2 separate regions of the Pan troglodytes genome follow, and region 1 is linked to region 2. A link is a contact called in public HiChIP or PLAC-seq data. All regions are on one chromosome and are shown on one strand. Each heading gives the region's core, a stretch centred on a gene start, on an enhancer-like site or on the middle of the called end of the contact. The rest is flanking DNA. Distances are from core to core; before and after follow the strand shown.

Evidence for each region. HiChIP or PLAC-seq counts read pairs in DNA pulled down with a chosen protein or histone mark.
Region 1: a contact with region 2 is called in an H3K4me3 HiChIP or PLAC-seq map of stem cell-derived excitatory neurons, with 6 times the contacts expected there. The contact joins the promoter of COX20 here to the promoter of EFCAB2 in region 2. A contact is called at or near these places in 1 of 7 Hi-C or Micro-C datasets (stem cell-derived neural progenitor cells) and 1 of 1 datasets of contacts at active chromatin or transcription factors (stem cell-derived excitatory neurons).

What each region holds. Positions count from the first base shown.
Region 1 is chr1:4,319,008-4,324,404 of NHGRI_mPanTro3-v2.0_pri, forward strand. It overlaps COX20 (cytochrome c oxidase assembly factor COX20), which reads right to left and starts at 2,182. Exons shown (of 5, transcript XR_008537777.1): 1 at 2,073-2,182.
Region 2 is chr1:4,182,576-4,187,603 of NHGRI_mPanTro3-v2.0_pri, forward strand. It overlaps EFCAB2 (EF-hand calcium binding domain 2), which reads right to left and starts at 1,904. Exons shown (of 8, transcript XM_063809405.1): 1 at 1,419-1,904. The coding sequence starts at 1,757.

The sequences.
Region 1 (5,397 bases), core at 932-3,431, 140 kb after region 2:
TCCAGGTACAGTGGCCTTGCCATTCTAACAAGCCGAGATGGTTATTACCGAACGAACACATGCTGCCTTTCTCCTGGATCTTTGCATGACTGGCTCAGTAGAAGTCTTGCTTATTGATTCCCCCAGTAGAATGTCAGCTCCTTAAAGGGATTTTTCCTGTCTTAATCAGTCTAGTACCTCGTTCAGTGTCTAATACTCAGTAGGTACTCTGTAAATATTTTTGGAATGGGTGAATTAAGAATTTACCTGAATGTGAATTTACCTGTATGTACCAAATTTCACATTTTAAAGTTTCTTAAAGGACAAGAATGTGGCAGAGGACAGTTTTTAGGGGCTAGTTCTATCGAGGTATGCCAGCTTGGTAACTCCCATTTTTACTTTAGGTTTGCTAATTCTTATAATAAAATAATCCTCCCTGGGTTGTGCTGGAATGATCACTGACAAATTCTTTAAAAAAAAAATAACCACAGGCTTCCTTTCTGACAGCACCCTGGGCTGTTAATTCGTCATAGCTTCTATTAATTTAATTAGCTTTTTGATGGGCTCTGACAGGTACTACTGTTTCATGAGCAATTTTTGTTTTTTTGGCCTCCCACCTCTGACTGTGCTCGGTTTGAGGCTTATAACTATCTTCATTTCAACAACTACAGTATTGTTTTGCTACTTACTGATGGGCCAGTTAAATAGGTCAATGTTGATCCTCTTTTAAGTTTTTTTTTTTAATTTCCAATGGATTAAACCACCTTTATGACCTTTAAAAACAGCAGTTATCTCCTACCAAAAGTCCCATTCAGGATTCCAGTGTTTATCACAAAACTGAATCTAGGATTTACTGTGTGTATGCAAAGATCTTTTTTTTTTTTTTAAACACTAAGCTTATTCCAGATGGGCAGTGTATGGGACAGTAAAAACAGATAAGGCACCAGTAGTACATAAATTGACAACCTGTTGGATATTAAGTATGAAAACAATTTATGTAATATTTGTTAATATTAACCATATGATCTGATGTCATGGCCAAATTTGGATGGAAGCCCACCAGAGAAGCAAGCAAGAGCAAGAAGTGAGCAGAATTTCCAAGCTGGGAGAATATCTTAAGTATATATTAGGAGCCATTTAGCACACAGTGGGTCTTCTATAAATATTTGCTCGTGATTAGCCAATGTTACGATCTCCCTAGTTTATATTAAACTTTTTTCCTCTTGCATTATTCTTTTCTGAATACCTGTTCTGCCCTGAGGATATAAATTAGGTTCCCTGCTCTTAATAAGGAGCCCAGGAAAAGAGGAAGACAAGATCATTTATTACCTTCCAATATGATAAATGTAACGACGTACAAGATGCCTGGGAAGATGGGGAAAGTACGTAAGTCAGCTTTGGTGAAACACAGGAGCCCTTCCAGGGAGAGCGCTTGGTTTAGCTTTACTATACCAAGAATTTGGGTTTTATCCTTAAAGAGATAGGATGGGCTGCTACGACTGGATGTTAGGCAGAGGAATGAAAACTGTCCAGTTTACAGGCTGGAAAGGGCCAGCGGACAATAGTGGAAGGTGGATTCAGGAGAGTATGGAGACAGGGACACCAGCTAGGGAGGCTACTGATGATGGGGAAGAAATCTTAACCCTTCATCTCATCGTAGTACAATCAAGTCATCCCTCAGCAATTACTCCTATGTTAAATGTGATGAATACAACGTGTTAAAGACAAGGCACCTGTCCTCAACGGAGCTTTAATCTCTACTATTAGCCTTTACTAACAAATTACAGTGCAGTGCCCTTAGCAGCAAAATTTTCTCGCCAAAGATTCAGTATTGTTAGCTTATTTCATAATGACCTGTAGTAAGTCATTAGTACTACTGGTCCCCTCCTCCCCCTAGTTTTGGTCAATTTTGTCCCGGCCACTTAGATTAAAATGTTGGAGGCTTGGGATAAGGACTAGGAACAGTTAAAATAGTTTCAAGCCCATGGGTGGCAGAGAAGCCAGTGACACGTGCTTCGGGCCTAGGAGCTCCGCGGAGAACGTCCTTACCCACCGCCCACCCCCGGCGCGCGCCTCGCCGACCCCCAGGTTACCTTCCTCTCCTCGGGCTCACCGGGCTCCGGCGCGGCGGCCATGAGGACTACTCCGCGACTCCACCCGCCCTGCACCGCCGGGGTCGCGGAAACAGAAGCCCGGCTGGCCCCGCCCCTCCCCGTCCCGCCCCCACGCGCCGCCGCCTCCCGCCCTGTCCCGACGCGCCGGCCGCCATTTTAGGGAACGTTCCTAACGCTCCGCAGTGGCCGCACGGGGCCGGGCTGTCATGTCCTTTGTTCCGTCGAACGGGTCACACTTTCTTCCCAGCTTGGCACACAGCCTGCAGGGGCGGGAGAGCGGAAGGAGAAGGGTTCGGAAAACAAACCGGCTCCTAGATTCCTGGCGAGGTGGGGGCGTAACCGAGCCAGACAGCCCCGCTTCCCGCGCCAGCCCCCTGCGCCGCCCCAACCGCCATTTCTAACCGTCTCCGGCGCGCGTGCTCACATGCACGAGCCTCGGGCGCGCGCCGAGGGGGTGGGGCCGCGGTGGTGAGGGCGGGCGCGGAGCCGCTGCTTTGTCCTGCGGGGTGGGCCCCACCGCGGGGGTCGGCCCGGCCCCAGCCCGCCCCAGCCCACCGACCCGGAAGGCGCTCCGCGCTGGCTCGGCGGCCCTCGTCCCCTAAGTGTCCTTTGTCCTTCCGGCCACGGGACGAGCCCTTGGTGCCGGGGCAGCCCCACTCTGCACCAGCAGCCATTTAGTCCCCCGCGCCTGCCTTGCGCAAACGGGGCTCCCACGCCCACCCCACTTCCTCCCTTTTATAGTTTCATTACTAAGTGGCTTTAACATAGAACCGCGCAGTTCGCCTAAAGGAGACTGGGGACAAAATGGAGGGAGCAGCTCGCTAATGAACATGCGTCAGCACGTTGGTGTCCGCGGAGAGGGCGCGCGTGTGGCGAAGTCTTCCGGCGTCCCCGAAGGAAAAATGCCTCTGCAACGTGCATTTTTGATGTGAAGTCGTGTTCCACGTTTCACTCCTCCCTAAGACTGCGACATAACGTGAAACAAAATACTGCATATTGTCGAGCTCAATGGAGAACGCGTGCATGCAGGGTCGAGCCCATTTTTCAGCCATCAAAATAATACAATGCAATTTTTTCTGGTATTTATAATTTTTCCCCTTTAACCTTATACCTCCTTTATGTACTTTTACATTTCACGTTTAGGTTATATGTAACCTAAGGGCACTCCTTAGGAAACTGGACTTGTAGAATATGTCATTGTGCAAAGTCATGCTGCTTCGAATTATGCTGCGCGCTGGCACACAGCAAGCGCTCAGTGTTAACGATGTCGAATTCATATTAAGTACTGTTCATTGGGCGTTTTCTTACTCCGTAACGACCTTACTTGCATGCCCATTCGATACCTTTCTACAATCCCAGTAAAATACACAGTTAAGGTTGTGTATTTATGTGTCACAGTTTTTTTTTTTTTGAGGTTTTTTTTGCGGGGGGGGGCGGTTTTGTTTTTGTTTTTGAAATTGTAATTAGAAACTACATACTGTGCCGGGCGCGGAGGCTCACGCCTGTAATCCCAACACTTCGGGAGGCTGAGGCGGGCGGATCACGAGGTCAGGAGTTCGGGACCAGCCTGGTCAACATGGTGAAACCTCGTCTCTACTAAAAATACAAAAATTAGCCTGGCGTGGTGGGGGGCGCCTGTAATCCCAGCTACTCGGCAGCCTGAGGAAGGAGAATAGCTTGAAAACGGAAGGCGGAGGTTGCAGGGAGCCGAGATCGTGCCACTGTACTCCAGCCTGGGAGAAAGAGCGAAACTCCGTCTGGGCCGGGGGAGAAACTACATACTGCTCTACTGTTTGCTAGGGAAAAGAAAAAAAGTCACCCTACTGGTGATATCCTGCCAATCCTGGATTCTTTGCTGAAATTCTAATTCTAACTATGCTTTGAACCCCAGATCTGAAAGGCCGTGTCGAAGGTAGTAATATTCCATGAAGGAGTGGGGAATTCTTTTGAAGTCATTGTTGATTATGTTGTAAAAGGAAAACTGGAAAAGTACCAGGTAAAACACCACCGAGTCATCCTATTTTATTTTTATTGTGACTTTGAAAATTTGCTAGAGTAGACATTGTTGGGGTCTATTTCATTTGTCTTTGAAAAGTATTTTCATAAGGATGATTTAATTTTTTTTTTTTTTTTTTTTTTTTTTGAGACAGAGTCTCACTTTGTCGCTCAGTCTGGAGTGCAGTGGCGCAATCTCAGCTCACTGCAACCTCTGCCTCCCGGGTTCAAGTGATTCTCCTGCCTCAGCTTCCTGAGTAGCAGCTGGGATTACAGGCGCCTGCCACCACACCCGGCTAATTTTTGTATTTTTAGTAGAGAAAGGGTTTCACTATGTTGGCCAGGCTGGCCTCAAACTCCTGACCTCAGGTGATACGCCTGCCTCTGGTTTCCAGAGTGCTGGGATTACAGGCGTGAGCCACTGCGCCTGGCCTATTTTAAAATTTTTATTTTCACAAAATTGCATATAATATTTCCATTTTTAATTGTTTAACAGTTATAGAATGGAAAGTAAAAATCTCAGTTCTTTCTCTCCTTTTTAAGGTAAATATAACTCACAGTTTGATGTCTCTCTTTCTAAACTCTTCTTTATCCTTCTTAAAAACAATTATTTGTAGAGACGGGAGGTGGGGGATGGTGTGTCACTATGTTGCCCAGGCTGGTCTCAAACTCCTGGACTAAAGTGATCCTCCTGTCTCACCCTCCCAAAGTGCTGGGATTACAGACATGAGCTATGGCACCCGGCTTTTTCTTAATTAAATATTATTACATGAGGCCGGGCACGGTGGCTCATGCCTGTAATCCTAGCACTTTGGGGGGCCCAGGTGGGTGGATCAGCTGAGGTCAGGAGTTCAAGACCAGCCTGGCCAGCATGGCGAAACCCTGTCTCTACTGAAAATTCAAAAATTAGCTGGGCATGGTGGCACACACCTGTAATCCCATCTTGGGAGGCTGAGGCAGGAGAATCGCTTGAACCCAAGAGGTGGAGGTTGTGGTGAGCCGAGATCGTGCCATTGCACTCCAGCCTGGGCAGCAAGAGCGAAACTTCGTCTCAAAAACAAAAAAAATTATCCCACGAATACCTATATTTTGTCTTAATTAAAACAACACTGGAATATATGGGGTAAATAATGAAAGGCTCTATGTCACACTTGCCTCCACGCCTATGTATACATGTATCTGTATGTGATACATGCTGAAATGACACTGTACCACATCATTTGCATTCAGTAATTTACTTTTTGCCATATATCTGGGAACTTGTTTGATTTATGTACTACAGATTTACTCATTCATTTTAATGACTGCT
Region 2 (5,028 bases), core at 654-3,153:
AAAATAATCCTGGCTTCTCAGATTAATATTATATAAAAATCACGGTATCCTTGTTATCAATAGGGAGATCGTTGGCAGTTTCATGTGTTTCTTCGCCGATTTTCTGTGATCACCGGAACAAGTGACTAAATATTTCAGGGTTCGTTTCTTCCCTTGTAAATATTAGCTGTTAACTTGACCACACTTGGTTCTATGCTGAGAAAAATGGTTTGAGAGGGTGTTTTGAGCACTCCAGAAAGAAAACAAAGGAGGAATATTATTTTCACTTCCTACTTGTTTACCTTTACTGTTTCATGGTTTTTGGATACTTGTGGGTGACTGCCAACTATCAAACACAATTATTTTTTAGTACCTAAGGGCATGGTAATAAAGGATCGGGTTTTCATCATACCATGAACTGAAAACAACATGAACAGTCTTGCAAACAAACGTAATCACTTTTTGGCTTCTCCGCACAGGCGGAGATCGATGCCTCGGATCTGGCGACCTTAAGCCTCGAAGCGCAGTCCCGCCGGCGGCCACCGCGCCGGGCTGGGTGGTCCCCTGGGAGAGGCCCGGCCGGCGCACAGCGGTTCCAAGATCTCCGCCAGGTTTTGGTTTTTCGTCGTTATTAAAATTGCTGTTTGGGTGTGTGTCTTTTTTTTTTTTTAAGACAAGACACTAGGCCAATTGCGCGGCGCTAGCCGGCGGCGGGGCAGGCATTTCGGAGGACCGGGAAGCTCGGAGGCAGCGGCCGTGACCTCCACACCGTCCTCCTGCGTCCTCATTAAGGAGGCAAAATGGTGGCCGCGAACGCCATCAGGCTGCGCCAGGGCGGGGTTTCGGCGCAAACAGAGGATCCCGTCAGATTCAGGCGGCCAGAACTCCTCCTCACCCAGGCCACCCCCCGGGGCCCACAGCCTGGACAGCTACCGGCGTGGCGCCTGCGGCACCGAGACCCCAGGCGAGGGTGTGGAGGCGGCGGCGGCTTCCCCGCGACCGTGAACAACGACGCCATTATCAGCACCCCCTGCCGGCCCCTCCGGCGCAGCCCGCGCAGGAGGCAAGGCCCGGCCTCCGAGGGAGGGGGAAGGAGGACGGGGCGGGAGGAGGGGAAGAGGGTGAAGAGGGCGGGAGGAGAAAGAAGACGGCGGGAGGAGGGCAGAGAGAAGAGGGAGGGAGGAGGGGAGAGAGGCGGGGCGGGGGAGAGAGGCGGGGCGGGGGAGAGAGGCGGGGCGGGGCGGAGCGGCGGGCCGGGCGGGCTACGGGGACGGGGGCAGGGCGACTGCTGCTGCCGGGTGGCCCTCTCCTCAGGCCGCCCTTTCCCTGCGGGTGGGAACTCCAGATGGACGAGGGCCCACCCCACCCGGCGCTTCCCCGTGCAGCCCGGGGTCGCGGCGGGCGGCGAGGGCAGCGGCTCCCCGGCTCCCCTACCTTACCTTCCCTGTCTTTCTCGTCCGCCATCTTGCTGCGGGGCCGGTCGCCTGGGAGATGCCTAACGATAACCTCGGCCGCGGTGTCCCGGCCTGCTCAGCGCCCCGCGGCGAGCCTGGCCTGGAGGAGGGGCCGCTCTGAATCCCGGGGGAGGAAGACCCTTGGGCGGGGCGGGGAGGAGGCTCTGAGCGCGCGCCCTGTCCCCGCTTCCCGCCACGACCCTCGCGCTGGGGGAAGACCAGAGGGCCCGTCTGCCAGCCGGGACCCGGGCGCCGCGCCACCCGGCCCCCAGCCTTGTCCCTCCAGACCCGAGGCCGGAGCCGGACTTGTCCCGGGCCTAGCATGTTGCTTCATCACACGGTCCCCAACCCCTCCTTTCCCTTATTTCTCATCCATTTGGGGACAGCACGCGCGCGCACACACCCCTCGCCCCCTCCTGTCCTGTTTGTGCGACGTGGCGTTGCTCGATCTTTGTTGTTAACTGCAGATCTTGAAAAGCGCCGGAGAGCCAGGTGAAGAGCTGGGCTCCCAAGGGGGTGATAGAACCAGCCCGCGGCCCAGCCTCCTCCTCCCGCTTCCCATTCACAGCCCGGCTGCTGCAGAACGGCCGCGCCTGCCCTCCCGGTTTCTCCCGTCCAGTCTTCACCGTCCTTTCCCAGAGAAAGCGACAGCACAGCCTATGACAACCGAAGCTAAAACGGAAAAACTGGGCCGGGCGCAAGAGGAAACCAGAGCCATTCGACTATTGCTAGAGGAGAGGAATAGCTGCAGAAAAACATGCGCAAAATAGGCACAAACATTGCGTCGTCAAGGCTGCAATGTCTAATACAAAATAGAAGGTTCTCATAGCAACAAAAACGTGCCCATGTTGTGCTCAGTATTACATGCGTTAAAATGTTCTTAGTTGTGAAATTTGACATGACCGCTGGTTAAAGTTACAATGGAAGTTTTAAATCCCGCTTTCCGGAAACTTTGCAGCTATAGCATGAAGTTAAATTTTTGTCTTATTTTCTGGATAAGTTTACTGTACTGGAACATAGTAAAGCTCTTTTTATAAAGAGCTTTGAATAAAATACGTAATGATGTGGTTGAAACGAACACCTATTTTCAAAACTAATCTTAAATGGTATTTCAGTGCATATGTTGTGTAAAAGCAATTTATAAACTAAATTTTAAGAGCCTTCAAAATACAAGGTACTCGTATTTAATGACTTAACAGTTTTAATGCTTTTATTGTTTCTATAATCTCAGGAAATCCTAAAACTGACTATATTTTTCTTTATTAAAATAACTTTTTCTGTAGAAGATACCCATTTGGCGCTGTGATCAGCATTCTACTTGAAATTGAATATAAACAACTGAATCATTACAAAATGGCTCATGTTAGAAGATACTTAAAACGAATACAATCTTGTACAGTAAATTTTTAACACCCCAAAAAACGAAAAGTAATTATTAGCATTCATTTATATCTAAATCTCAGTCAATATGATCTAAATATTTGTGTTTAAAGACTCCCCCTTTCCATATAGATAATGAAGGGCTTTGAAATAAGTGTAGGAAACCCTAAGTTTGGTCTCAGGCTTCCTATTCATTCACTATGCTTTTTCGTGTGCTGTTTACAGTTTCCTTTTTCTGGAATGCCTTTCCCTGCTTTTTTCCCCCGCCAACATTTCAGCTTCCCACAGACAAACATTTGTGCCCTCCTGGTTGTCCTGCAGGATGACCTTTGTTTTTGTTTTTGTCTTTTGTTTTTCGAGACAGGGTCTCGCTCTGTCGTCCAGGATGGAGTGCAGTGGTGCGATCTCTGCTCACTGCAACTTCCGCCTCCCGGTCTCAAGTGACCCTCCCACCGCAACCTCCCAAGTAGCTGGGAGGAGAGGCGCGCGCCACCATGTCTGGCTAGTTTTTGTATTTTTTGTAGAGACAGAGTTTCCCCATGTTGCCCAGGCTGCTCTCAAACTCCTGAGCTCAAGCGATCTGCCGCCTGCCTCGCCCTCCCAAAGTTCTGGGATTACAGGTGTGAGCCACTGTGCCTGGCCAGGATGACCTTCTTGAAGTCACCTACTCATTGAAGCTTTCCCTCTCAGCCTTTTCCTCTGTGGCCCCATGCTTATAGAGCCTCCCACATTGATTTGCAGTGCCTTCGTTCGTTCACTTTATTTCCACCTACCAAACAGTAAGATCTTGAAGACAGAAACGGCATTATTCGTTCATATATCCCCGGTATCTAGTACAATTTTTCTGTTTGCAATAATAAATGTCTTTAAAATTAAGAAAGGAGTAAGTCTTCTCAATGACTTTTTTTTAAAAAAGACCCAGATTCAGCACTTATTGTATGTAAGACAGACCTTCCTTTTACATTACATTTTTCATCAGTAAAAGTACTGGGCCAGGTGCGGTGGCTCACGCATAATCTCAGCACTTTGGGAGGCCGAAGCGGGTGGATCACTTCAGGTCATGAGTTAAAGACCCACCTGGCCAACATGGTAAAACCCCATCTCTACTAAAAATAGAAAAATTAGCCGGGTGTGGTGGCTCACGCCTGTAATCCCAGCTACTCGGGAGGCTGAGGCAGAAGAATCGCTTGAACCCGGGAGGCAGAGGTTGCAGTGAACGGAGATCCGCCACTGCACTCCAGCCCAGATGACAGAGCAAGACTCCATCCCCAAAAAAAGTACTAGTATTTCATGTTAATAAAATGGAATTCTTATATAAACATATATAAATTAAAAATTATTTTAAGAGTTGAACAGATTTCTCTGCAAATCCCCCTATATTTTTATATTTTTTAAACTAACTGTATTCAGCAAAGCTTTTTATTATTTAATTTATTCCAAACCACATTAATCAGTATTTCTCTGAACTCCTACAGCACATTTAAAACAGTACTGTTTCTCTAGGTGTGGGTGAGTAAAAAAATATTTAATATATGTTAATTAACTTCCCCATCTCCTGACCCCACTAAGGTTTGAATAGGAGCCTCCCCCTTTATAAACCCTTTTTATATACCCACACTACCTAGCCTAATTGGGGCACATATTAGCTGCTTCATACATACTTTTCAACTGCCTAATTTGCTGATTAGGCATAAAAGTATATAATTCTGGAAAAGTCTCCACAAGGTGAAAATGATTATCCAAATAATAAAGGCCCACAATGCCAGTGAGTACATTATCTGCATTATGCTGATATTTGACTCCTTTCAACTCTCTTTGGTTGTAGAAACATGACCGATGATTATATTACACTTTTAACTCTTTAAATATTATTAGCTTGCTTTGGACTGTGGAAAACTAACTACAATCATTTTTATTCCTCAGAATATATTTTGCGGCCGGGCACGGTGGCTCATGCCTGTATACCCAGCACTTTGGGAGGCCGAGGTGGGCAGATCACGAGGCCAGGAGTTTGAGACCAACCTGGCCAATATGGTGTAACCCCGTCTCTACTAAAAGTACAAACATTAGGTGGGCATAGTGCTGCAAGCCTGTAGTCCTAGCTACTCAGGAGGCTGAAGCAGAAGAATCACTTGAACCCAGGAGGCAGAGGTTGCAGTGAGCCAAGATCATGGCATTGCACTCCAGCCTGGGCGACAGAGCAAGACTCCATCTT